2 separate regions of the Triticum aestivum genome follow, and region 2 is linked to region 1. Evidence: chromatin contacts called from public Hi-C data. All regions are on one chromosome and are shown on one strand. The core of a region is the stretch at or near the end of the contact, and the rest is flanking DNA. Distances in the headings are between cores, read along the strand shown. Region 1 overlaps LOC123122067 (meiosis-specific protein PAIR2). Region 2 holds the start of LOC123122068 (squamosa promoter-binding-like protein 18).

Region 1 (6,349 bases), core at 880-3,379:
CGAACAATTTTCAAAAAAAAATCTGAAAAACAAACAAATTACGAAAAACATGAACACTTTTTGAGATTGTGAACAGTTTTTAGTATTTTTAGAAAATATATAACAGGAATGTTTTTAATTTAGCGACAAAAAAAGTTAAAACAAAAACTTTTTTTAAAAAGCGAACAAAATTTGTATTGTAAGCATTTTGGACACGCGAACAAAAATGAAAAGGTGGTGGACCATAATTCAAACTCGCGGCAAATATATGATAGCATTTTTGAAAAAATATTAATAAATGAAAATTTTTGTAATATATGTTGAACAAATTCGGAATAAATATTCAACAATTATGCGATATACACTGAACAAATTTCTAATACAAGATGAACATTTTTTTAAATGAGTGAATTTTTTGGAAATTACTGTCAAGATTTCCTTAATATACGCAATGAACTTTGTATATATAGAAAAAGAAATAAAAAAGATAGTAAAGAAATATTAAAGAAAAATATGCACGAACACTTTTTCAATTTTACAGTTTGTTTTCAAAATCTATGATTTTTTCCCAAATCTGTAGACATTTCTTTTGAAAACCCGTGAACTTCTTTCAAAATTGTTGAACTTTTTCTAAATTCGTGATTTTTTTTCAAAATTTGTAAACTATTTTTATTTTTGAAATTCTAGTTCAGAAGTTTCTTTTTTTCCGATCAAACAGCACCAGCATGGGGTCTCGTGTTCGAGCAGAGTTTTTTTTTTCTGCTTTTTAACGAAAAAAATATGCGGGCCGGCCCAGCAGGGAGTAGCGCCCTTTGCGAATTTTGGTTTTTAATTGAAAAAAACTAAAGCAGGCTGGCCCAGCAGGAGCTGGTGTGCGCCCTCTGCGAAATGTCCGAATCCCGGCCATCCAAACGACCCGAAGGTTCGATTTAGACCGGAATTGCATAGTTCAGGGTGCAATCGACCGGGATTTTGACTTGGGGGTTCATTTCGCCGAACCTCTACAAATTCAGGGTTTAAAATGGACTTTTTCCCCTGAATGATGAAACGTAGCAATGTTATATACAATGATGATCATCGTTGGTTGCTTCACGCAATGATGGATCTGTTTGAACTTTTGTACCGAGCAGCGACGATCGGGGCAAGCTTTTTTCTTGTTGTTGTCTTGGGTGCTGTAGCTGTAGGTACTGTTCTGTGGTCTGTGTACGCCGGCGAGCAATTGCTTGGCGTATGACGAAAGCTTTTCCGGCGGGGACCGTGGGGCGGCGTTTCCTTCCCTCGCCTGGTGCATGGGCAGCGCGGCATTGATGATGGCCGGCACACTGTCACCTGGATCGTGTTGGATTAGTGCGTACACCTGTGCTACTAAAAGCCTGGTGGTGGTAGGCTTGAGTGATGGCCGTGTTGGGTCACTGTAGCAGTTCATTCCTTGTCGGCGTTCCGAGTTATTGACGCGGTGGTGGTCACGTCTCCCGGTGGTCGATCGCTGTACAGCTCCGGCCGATGAAATTTGATCCGGAGTACGTACTGGATCAGCTAATGGCTCTGCGTCTGTTGTCAGGCCTGTCGAGCCGCTCGGCGTGTTTGTCCAACACGACAGAGTTCTTCCAGCGAATCAATCATCGCTAGGCTTTGTCTTGCTTCGCATCGTTAGCTTGATAACGAAGAGATCGATAACGAAATCCAGTAGCGTTGAGCTGTCTAAATCTAAAAAGAACATTCTCTTTCGATGGACTCCACATGCCCACACTCGGTTCTGAGGTCTAGTAAATCTAAAACACAACTTCAATTCGTCCTTTTTTCTTTAAATTTTACTAAAACTAACACAAATTCGAAGTGCCGCTGGAGCAGCTCCCCAAATCTTTATTTTTTTGAGACAAACTCCCCCAAATCTGCCAAAGCCCAAACGCGCGCGCGAACGCGTGGGCCGCCGCCGCGACAGGCCAGGAGCCCCGCCCCGCGATGCCGCCGAAGCCGCACGCCGCCGGCGGTGGCGCCTACGAGTACTGCGAGCTGTGCCGCCGCAACCACGACCAGGGCCGGCGCCACCGCTACTTCCCCGCCCACCGCGCCGCCCTCGCCGCCGCGCTCTCCGGCTTCCGCGCCAAGCTCGCCGACCTCCGCCGCGCGCTCCTCCGCCCCTCCACGCCTGGCCCCCGCTCCCGCCTCTGGTGCCCCTTCTGCTCCGCCGACCTCGTCGACCTCGACAGCCGCTTCGCCTGGTAGCCTCCGCCTACTTCTCCTAGCCGTCCCTGCACACCTAGGGTTTTGATTCAGATGTGCTGTTTCTAGTTACAGTAGGTTCGAACTTAGGATGGTCCAGTAGAACATGAGATCGAGCACTGGTAGCACATCGGGATCAGGGGTTGTTGGAAGCATAATAGAGTTTTTAGAGATACTGTAGAGATCCGGACTTTGTGTGAATGATATAAGCCCTGTTTTACTCTGTTTCCAGCAGCAATGCGATTTACCACCTCGCGAGCGAGGAGCACCTGAAGGGCGTCAAGGATTTCCTGCGGAAGCATGGGGGCGGGATGGATCAGGTCGATTTGTTTAGGATCTCAGAGGATGAGCTTGCAAAGGTGCACTGCTATCCATTTTGTACCTGTATTTCCTCCTGTTAGAATGGCATGATATACTTATTTTCACAGTTGTAGTTATATCAAATGGTCTGTTTGGAATTTAGTTATGATATTGGCAGTGAACAAGGTTACTATGTGCTCTGGAAATAAGATGATGCTGACATATTTCTGCACTGCTGATCCGTTATGTTTTTTCAATTTCAGTGGGAGAAGGGCTGTGAGTCTTCCGGTACTGAAGCACAGGCATTGGCCGATGGCATGATTGGACCATCTCTGGGGCCGTTGAAAGATATCCAAAATGAATCTACCTCTAAAATTTCGGATAGTTTTGCTGAAACTGACATCCCATCTTTTCATAATACTGCATCTTGTGTTGTTATGCCTTTACAAAGTCCTACCAATGGGGCCTATTACCCCACTAGTACAGCGTGTTACGGATCTTCCACCTCTGGAAGTGTTGCTTATTCTGCTCCATTTGGTACTTCCGGACTGCCTGTCAAACCCTGTGTCACAACACATGGACATCAGGGGATGCCGAGCACAAACATGTTTCATAGTGCTGATGCACAAATGAAAGGTGAGCACTAGTGCTGAAATTATCACTGATCTTTCACTTCTTCTTTGCTCTGGACTTTGCTAATTGTACTATTCTACAGTTTGGTTGGTACGTTGCTGATTTCTCTCCCTTTACAGGTGCTCAATCTACTTCCCTCGGAAATGGACCAAATCCACCGGCTTCTTCTTTTGTATATGTAAGTATGTAATATGTGCACACACCCATGTGCATGTGAAAAGTAGACATTTGTCCTTTTGATAAGATCGCAAGCAGCCTTGTGTATTTTGTTCGTTATTTAGCAGTCATTCTGTAAATAAGGTCCACTAAGAAATTTGAAGTGCTGATGAATGGCAACGACAAATGGGAGTGTATTCCATTTATGCAAAGAGAAGCTACGGTTAGTTAGTGTTGTTTGAGCTAGTATCACAATGTTTAGGTATCTTGAATCTGAATAGTAGAAGGCTAAACGAGGGGAAGTTGTCATACAGACTCAGGAAGTTAAACCATATGGCATATTGACATCTTTAGGAATGTGATTTTTTGGTTGCAGTCATGCTTGTAGATTTTAGTTTGCAGATATATTTCCTTGGACAAGTTCCTGATCTACATCTGGTTAATTATATAAACATGTAATTTATCTTCTTACTATGGTATTGGAGTACACCAGACATGTCAGATGTGCTATTAAATTTATGTCCTGATCCGTCGCCCGCCTCTACTCATGGCCTTCCACTTAAATCTGAGAACGGTTGGGGAACTGAACTAAACCTCAACTGAACCCGCATGATCAATTTGGACAAACCAAACCTAACTAAACCTCTTTAATTTTTATTTAAACCCAAACCGAACTAAACCACGTCCTCACTCCACCTAAACTAAACTGAACCGATGGCTGAAACCATGGTTTTAGCCAATGGGTAAATAACAGTTCCATACCAATGGTGCCTCCTACGTTCATGGCAAATGGCCTGATGCTGCTCCGATCTCTCTGCCTTTGTGAACAGCTTGTAAAGGAGTGGTTGAGCGGGGCAGTGGTCGAGCAGAGCGATGCACCTCGGGCACCGGCGCCGCCCGTTCTTGTCAGTGCGGCGGGTCGTGCATGCGCGCGGCCGGCGTCGCGCCTCCGAGTCACGAGCTGAGCATGATCTTCAGCTGCTCCCACGAGGGTGTCGACGCCGCCGGCGCCGCTGGACGACTCTCCTTTGATGCGGCACTGCGGCTCAGCGTCGCGTGGGCGGGAACGCCGGGACGGGGAGAGGTGGCGGCGGTGGCTACAGGAACAGGGAAAGAGCGAGTTGTCGAGCAGACCTACGAAGTTCGAACCAATCTCAGGAACCGGTTTGGAACCACGGGTTGAGCCTGGTTGGAAATAGAACGGTTCAAGCCCATACCTGACCACACCCACCTATTATTCACACGAAACTGAACCCAACCAAACTGTTAGCAGATACAATCCATTAGCGACCAAACCAAAGAAGCCCACTCGATTAAACTGAACCAATACACCCGGTTATACGAAAACCATCCCCAGGTTTACTTCCACTGTTCCCCGGTGTCTTAAAACATGTCTTTACCTCCCCCAGTAACATAATTGCAATTCTTTCTCATATGTTAGCAGAACTTGCACAATATTAATTTCAAACAAATGTAGCAATTTCTCTTTTCTTATAACAAAAGGGTTTTGTTCTAGTTTATGTTTCTTGTTTCCTAAAAGAATAATTATGAACCAAATTTTTTTTTTACAAATGTTCATATCTAATGATTTGTTGTTTATATAATCACTTTTCTGTGGTGCATGTTGGCATCTCTTTTTTTACAATTCTGCCCTTGCAGGTCCAACAGGGCCACTCTGGAGGGAAATTCAATCAGGGTATTTGACACTGCACCTTCTGTAGTGTATATTTTCATTGCACTAATCTGAATGCGAAAATGCTGCAGCTTGAGCAAAAAAAAGATATATCTAGTTAATTCTTTTTCAGTCCATGCTTGAAATTTTATGTGATATCATTGTGTTATGAAGGCCTGAAAGCAAATGTGCATACTGGTGCTCCTCCTCCATGGTTAGAAGCTAGTGAGCATGATCCAAAGAATGTGTCACTCGCCAGCTATGCTCTTCCATCTTCTCTGAAAGGAAAATCAAGAAAACTTAACCCAAAGCGTGTTGGAGCTGCATGGGCAGAGAGAAGAAGAGCTGAAATGGAAATGGAAAAGCGAGGTGAAGCCGTTCCAGAAACGCCTGATGCTAGTTGGCTCCCTAATTTTGGTGGTGTCTGGCAATCTGGTTCGCGAAAGGAATCGAGGAAAGAGTTTGAGAAAAATCATAAGCTTAAAGAGGAGAACAATCCTGAGTTACTCACTGAGATAAAACCATATATCAGCAAAAGGATGGTAAATGTGTTCTCTCACTTTCTCCTCAGTCTTTTCTACATGTTTACTTTGGTATTCAGGATTTCCGTGTTCAAGCAAGTAATCTCTGACCTTTTTTCTATTCTTCAGTCCATGGTCTTCTTACACCATTAAGATTAGAACATTGATTTCCTTCTGACTTGGCTCAAGTATTGAATAAATGAACTTAATTATCCTAACTGCTTTGTTACTCTTTTGATTTCTCTTGATTCCGGATATAAATTCATCCATGAGACCTTGTGTTGTTTATAGAGGCTTACGAATGCGGTAAAAGTTAAGATGAACTATTCCACCTCTGTGCAGTGGTAAAGCAGTTTAGAGTGTTATGTGGTTGTATGCTACTCCCTCCGTCCCTAAATACTTGTCTTTCTAGGCATTTCAAATGACTATCACATACGGATGTATGTAGACATATTTTAGAGTATAGATTCACTCATTTTACTCCGTATGTAGTCACTTGTTGAAATGCCTAAAAAGACAAGTATTTAGGAACGGAGGGAGTAGAAGGAAACATGGAGTGCATTGAGAGATTAATAGCAGTCCTAAGAAATCTGCTGCAGAGAGTTCTTGTGCTATTTGTATTTTGTACTGTTATAGAATTTGTGCAAGTATGCCCTAGATGATATTTATGCATTTATTTCTCTTTATTCTTTGTATATCTGGGTTATGCTTTCGGACGGCTATCTCTTATGCTTGTCTGTTTACTATTGCAGCGTGTAGGCTCTAATAAAGATGGACAACCGGACAGCACTGTAGAATAGTGAGGAGATGTGCATTGTCCTGCCCGATGCTTTATGGTACGAATCTAACTAAATTCAGTAAATGG
Region 2 (5,847 bases), core at 2,776-5,275, 320 kb after region 1:
TGCCTACCCTGTCCATAGGCAACATAGCCTCGTAGGCATGAGTGTAGCGTTTTATCCTCCAAATGCACTTATTACTCTAGCATTACGACTTCCTTCAGTTGTTTTCATAGGTTGAGCTTAGATTTCTTAGGTCACCTATTCAATTTAGAAAAATATGTGTAATATGTTATAAAAATAATTATTTAGAAAATTCATTCAATTGTAAATCTAAATATATTTTTTGGCATGTATTAAATTTTGCTTGTCAAATAAAGACCTAAAATCCGTGCCCAACTTATAAATTCAACCGGAGGAAGTAATAGAGTTGACGAAAGTGATCAGGTTATTCTGTCCGAAGAGCCAGACAAAGTAAAATGGCTTCTCACTGCTTCTAGGTCTTTTCTATTAAATCCTTGTGCCAATGTCTTGTTGCATGACAAGTTGTTTTACCGGTCTTATGGAAAATGACGATATCTCTCGAAGTTGAGCCTTTTTTCTTGGTTTGTCATCAAGAAGAGGGCTCTGTGCAAAGATAATTTGAATAGAAAATGTTTGGAGGATAGTAAGAAATGTGAGGTTTGACAATGATGAAAGCATTAATCACTTATTTCCCTCCGCTCCTTACTTAGGCTCTTCTGGAAAGTTGTGCCCCCTCCCCCAACATATTTTCATTTTTGCAAAAAATGGTTTCTTTTCTGTATGATTTGGAAAACAAGAAAGAAGTCATGTTTTCAAGGGATTCCTCTTGCTGAACCGACAAATGTCATTTTCTCTCTGGGCTGTCTGCTTGCTCGTTGATCGTCCTAGAAAATAGGAATACAAAGCATGCTACGACTAATGTCTATGAGGCTTGCTCAGGTGACACACAAAGATTTCAAGCGTGGGCACGACTGGGGCCGATAGTACAAGCCAATGTGTTTCTAGCTATTTCATAAAAATGACCTTTTTGCAGTTATCTCTTTTGGTAGCTAGACTGCAAGGAACTTGTTGTTGATGTGATTCGGTCCCTTATTTTTTTCGTGCTTGCAGGCTTGATAGATGGTTGTGTGCCATATGGTTGGTTCTAGTTCTAGCACCCCTATGATGTGGTTGTATACCAAGGTGTTTGCACTCCTTACTTCGTATGACTTCATTTTGGAAATGGGAGCCAAGAGGCCCCTGTTATCGAAAAATAGAGTCGGCAATTTTTTGTTAGCCTTGAAGATTTGAACTGTGTCAATAATCTGAGGAGGATTGGATTCGGAAACCAAAATGGTTCTCGTTGGATTGTCCTAGAGCACTATGGACCTAATCACTTCTGACTTCTTGATAACTGCCATCAGTTTCACTCATACGACATGGTTGTTCCTTCAAATGTGTTTTTTTTTTGAATTTTCACAGGGGGGGATTTTCCCAGCTGAATTTTCCATATATCAGGGGCCAAACGCCAAATGCGTTTGTGGACATGCTTGGTTGGCAATCATCGGCAAGGACCAACACTTATGACAGAAATAAGTGAGGGCAAAATACAGGACTATGAAACAAGGGAGTAAAAGCCATGTGCGGTCTCTAGCATCGGGTAATTTTGAAGCGATGTTTGTCGATGCTGAAAACATTTCCTCTTGTTCACACGATTGAATCAACAGATATTAATGTATATATGCAAGGCATAGCTTGGATAATTTGGGTTCTACAAACCAGCTTGACAAAAGAAATTAGACCCAAGCAACTTAAAGTTCCCAACATTTTGATAGCGCAAATTCGTTTATACAAGTCGTGGATACAACTTCAATTTTTTTTTCTTTTCTTGATATTGCAGCGTTGTATTCTCGTATGGTATATATTGCTAGAAAGATCAATGGGATGGGGACGGTAAAGAAGGGAACATCACATAAGCAATCACAAGGGGCACAATTATATCTCCCATGTGTGATGGTGTGGTAGCAAGTAGCAGTTGCACATCAAGCCAAAATAATATCGCAAGAAACTTTGATTTCATCGATGCGTAGGTAAGCAATATGTTTTTCTTTTGAGATAGCAAACCGCTCATGACAGACGGTATGTACACAATAGGTTACAACACTTCAATAGCATTATATGCACTTTGTGATGTAAAAAAAAGAGTGGAATATAGTTGACTACTGTTAACAAGCACATACAATATATTTTATTCTAAATGTTATGACACATACATGTGCTTGAGCACATCTTTTCGAAAAACAATTGTGTTTGAGCACATAGAGAGCACAAACATGCACCATGCCACAACCATGCGCACCAGCACATTAGTTGCACCACGAGTCCGAGTGCATGCACAGGATACACCCTCAATGGTAGCAGTAGAAAGTTTTCCAACCAACCAATCCACAACCTGATATGTCTTGGCAAATTAAAGGCTCCCTACAGCTACAAGGTGGCCCATCATGGTAGCACAATCTTTCACCTATCATGGTAGTGCAATTTTTCACCTATCATCTCACATCCCATTACTCTTACATTTCCTTTCTAGATCTCCTTATCCCTACACTCCACCACAACTCAAGATCACCTAAAAGAAGCAAACAAACAAGCAAACGAGCCCATGCACATCATGTCCCCGAGGAGCCACAAGCCAGGCTCCCTTCCAATCAAGCACATTCAAACGCTATACTGCAATATATAGCATTGTTTTTCTTGTTACAGTTTACAAATAATGTTCCATGACGTGGAGTGTATGAAGCCACCAAACTCCCAAGTTGGCGCGCATGATGCAGCTAGTGTGGCGACAAAATGCTAATCTAACGGCATACAGTAATATATAAAATTGATCAGCGATGTACCTGTCGCGGATAATTGGACCATCTCCCGGCTACTGTTTTTTTTCAGACCAAACGGATCAGGCCAAAAGCCTGGATAGAGGGGGCGTATCTTGGGGAGATTAAAGTAGTGTTAAAATAATGGGCGCAAGTGCAAGTTTGCTCAGGGAATAAGTATCTTTTTTCCATGCAGTCAGAGTTGTGCTGTGTGGTCTACACTCTTCCCAGAATTTAAAAGTACACACGGTTACTTTAGAGTTTATTTAGTTGGTGCATAGTGCTCTCTGCCTCCTACGTACACGAAGGGAGTTTATATGCACAAAAATGAAAGGAGTTTTGAGGGCATGGACTAGTTTCGCTGTGAATTGTACAGCCCGCATGCATGTCACAAGCTCGTCATGCTAACCGCCTGAGCTGAGCTCCGTGGCAACCCAGGTTTGAACACGTGATCACCATTGTCAATCAAGGAGAGAAACTAGGCTTGCCTTCTAAACTGCCGTCGCCTCCTCGTCATGCCTACCGCCTAGGATGTTGAAACCACGTATGTCTCTCAACATCAAGAGCATCAAACTATTAAAGAGGCTTGATTTACACGTCATAAAACAAACTATTAAAGTGGCTTGATTTACACGTCATAAAACGGCGCTAACCCGCCATGAAGCGATGCTTAGTTAACCACGAATCGGATGTCAACAATTATCCCTCTGGCACGTGGGTCACATGCCCATTTTGTCATTGTGAACATGGGGCGAAAACAATGGAAACACTTTTTAAATTACAACTATTGTGTGTTAGGAATCGAATGTATGATAGAAAAACCACCGATCTAAACATAGAATGCGCACAACATAGCCGTTTGGATGCTCCACAAGAACACCGAAGCAACCGTTTCTTCACGAGCAAGAAGGGGGGGGGGGGGGGGGGGGGAATAAAGACACACGTTGCATTCAACTTCGTAGAAGAATTGAAAACGATCCAAAAGGCATCATAGGAAAACCACAAGACTCTTTTCCTATGATGCCTTTTGGATCGAGCTAGCTTTGAATTTGAGCAAAACCACAATCTAGCTAGACCATGAGATGCTAACTACGGCTCATTAGCGGTCACTAACCCACGCCCACACCTTTGTTGAGGTGCCAAGAAAGGGAAAGGGAAGCCCCCAAACCCCAAACCAAACCCAGCCCGCCCCCAATAATTGCAGCACAAGGCTTCCATGCTGGCGTTAAAGGGTGAACATGGCGCTGAGAGGCATGGGGCCGCCCCCACCCCATTCACCCATTCATTGCCCCTCCTCCTTTGGAATCCCTGTCAGGGGATCGATCAAGACCAAGAAATGGCTTCTTCTCCTACTACTAGCCATCAGCAAACAGTAAACTGTTGATCAAACTATTGTTACTCCCTCCCGCTATGCAGTATGCACCACCCCCCTCCTCCTCCCCTCCCCTACTAGTAGAAGTAGAAGACACTAGTCTCCACCACCCCCACCACCACTCGCTAGCAGCAGCAGCTCTTCCATCCATGGCTGTCCCTGCTCCATCCCGCACACCTGCCGCACTTGCCTCTGCGAGCATGTACTGACTGCCTCCCACTCCCTTGGCGCCATCTCTCTTGTCTTGCTGCTCGCTCGCGCGTCTGTGCGCGTGTGCGCTCTGCTCTGCTCTGCTGCCTCCACTCCCCCCATCCCTATCGGGGATAGGCCGCAGCTGCATGCCCCTCTGCACGTTCGCGCTCTGCTCGCGCTTCCGTTTGTTCGCCTCCGGTGCGATGGTGGTCGCCGCGCAATGATTCTTGCTTGGTTGCTAGCTTCCCTCGTCGCGGAGTGAGCGAGTGAGGGGGCCGGCCGGAGGGAGCGGACAAACCGGCGAGCAGCTACCTGACCCTGAGATAGAGAGAGAGAGAGAGAGAGAGAGAGAGAGAAAGAGAGAGAGAAAGGTCTGTGCTCTGTGGTGGCCAAGAAGCGTCATGGATTGGGATCTCAAGATGCCGGGCTCTTGGGACCTGGCCGAGCTGGAGCACGACGGGGTGCCGGCCATGGTCGCTCCCGCCGCGGCGGGCATCACCGCCGCGGCCGCGCGCGGGCCGCCGGGCCGCCCCGAGTGCTCGGTCGACCTCAAGCTGGGCGGGCTGGGGGAGTTCGGCCCCGCGGCGGACGGCGCGATGAAGCAGCAGCCGCCCGTGGCGACGGCGGCGGCGAATGGCCCGGCGGCGTCCTTGTCGGCGTCGGCGTCGAACGCCGCGGCGGTGGTGCCGTCGGCGAGCCCGCTGAAGCGGCCGCGCCCGGGGGCCGGCGGCGGCGCGGGGGCGGGGCACTGCCCGTCGTGCGCCGTGGACGGCTGCAAGGCCGACCTGAGCAAGTGCCGCGACTACCACCGGCGGCACAAGGTGTGCGAGGCGCACTCCAAGACGCCCCTCGTCGTCGTCGCCGGCCGCGAGATGCGCTTCTGCCAGCAGTGCAGCAGGTAACCAACACCCATCCAACCCGCCAAAATTCGCGAAAATTCCCGCGATTCCTATTACTAACACTTCAATTCAGCACATTCGCACGGCTGCGTCGACCTGATTGCGATGCTGCCGAAAGACCATTGCTTGAACTGCCGCAATGGTGAAATTGATTGACTGCACACCATTTTTTTCCCCATTATTTTTACTGCTGCTGATCATCATTCCCTTCCCTTTGTTCAAAGTGAAAAGGCCAATCCAAGCCAGTTCTTTCTCAGGAACTGGCTTTGCCTTTCTCTTTGGCTCAAATTAACCACCAGTTGCTCCCATTCCAAGCAAGGAGCACTGCTGGTAGAATCAGTAGGGGGTGGTGAGAATGAGCTGAGCATATCTCACTGTTCGGTTTCAAGGATGCACCAGTAACTTTTCCTTTATCCGGCACTAGCTTTTCAGCCTTTTCATATGAGTCAAGTACCCCCAAGTTTTTTTTTTTACTTTGGCAACCTGTTGTATACCTGAATCATAGCCCTCCCATTTTCCTACTTTTGCACTGGTAACTTTCTAGCCCACGGGTGTGAATTATTACCAGTGAAAAGTGGCTGATGCACTCCATGTGCCAAAGATCAGATGGAGCAGTCCTTTTTATTATTAGCTA

What was found. Hi-C and Micro-C count contacts between places; a contact is called where the count stands out from the background.
Region 2: a contact with region 1 is called in a Hi-C map of leaf, with 6 times the contacts expected there. The contact joins the promoter of LOC123122068 here to the enhancer-like site in region 1. A contact is called at or near these places in 4 of 5 Hi-C or Micro-C datasets (leaf and an unstated tissue).

The regions. Positions count from the first base shown.
Region 1 is chr5D:393,844,617-393,850,965 of IWGSC CS RefSeq v2.1, forward strand. It overlaps LOC123122067 (meiosis-specific protein PAIR2), which reads left to right. Exons shown (of 29, transcript XM_044542201.1): 23 at 2,017-2,201; 24 at 2,435-2,561; 25 at 2,766-3,138; 26 at 3,255-3,313; 27 at 4,951-4,987; 28 at 5,138-5,505; 29 at 6,237-6,349. The coding sequence ends at 6,284. Among protein-coding and RNA genes, the nearest start is that of LOC123122067, 11 kb to the left of the region's middle. Within about 2 kb of position 2,130, at least 1 of the 8 cell types and tissues checked has an H3K27ac peak or open chromatin away from gene starts, as enhancers often do.
Region 2 is chr5D:394,164,339-394,170,185 of IWGSC CS RefSeq v2.1, forward strand. It overlaps LOC123122068 (squamosa promoter-binding-like protein 18), which reads left to right and starts at 4,026. Exons shown (of 3, transcript XM_044542202.1): 1 at 4,026-5,212. The coding sequence starts at 4,716.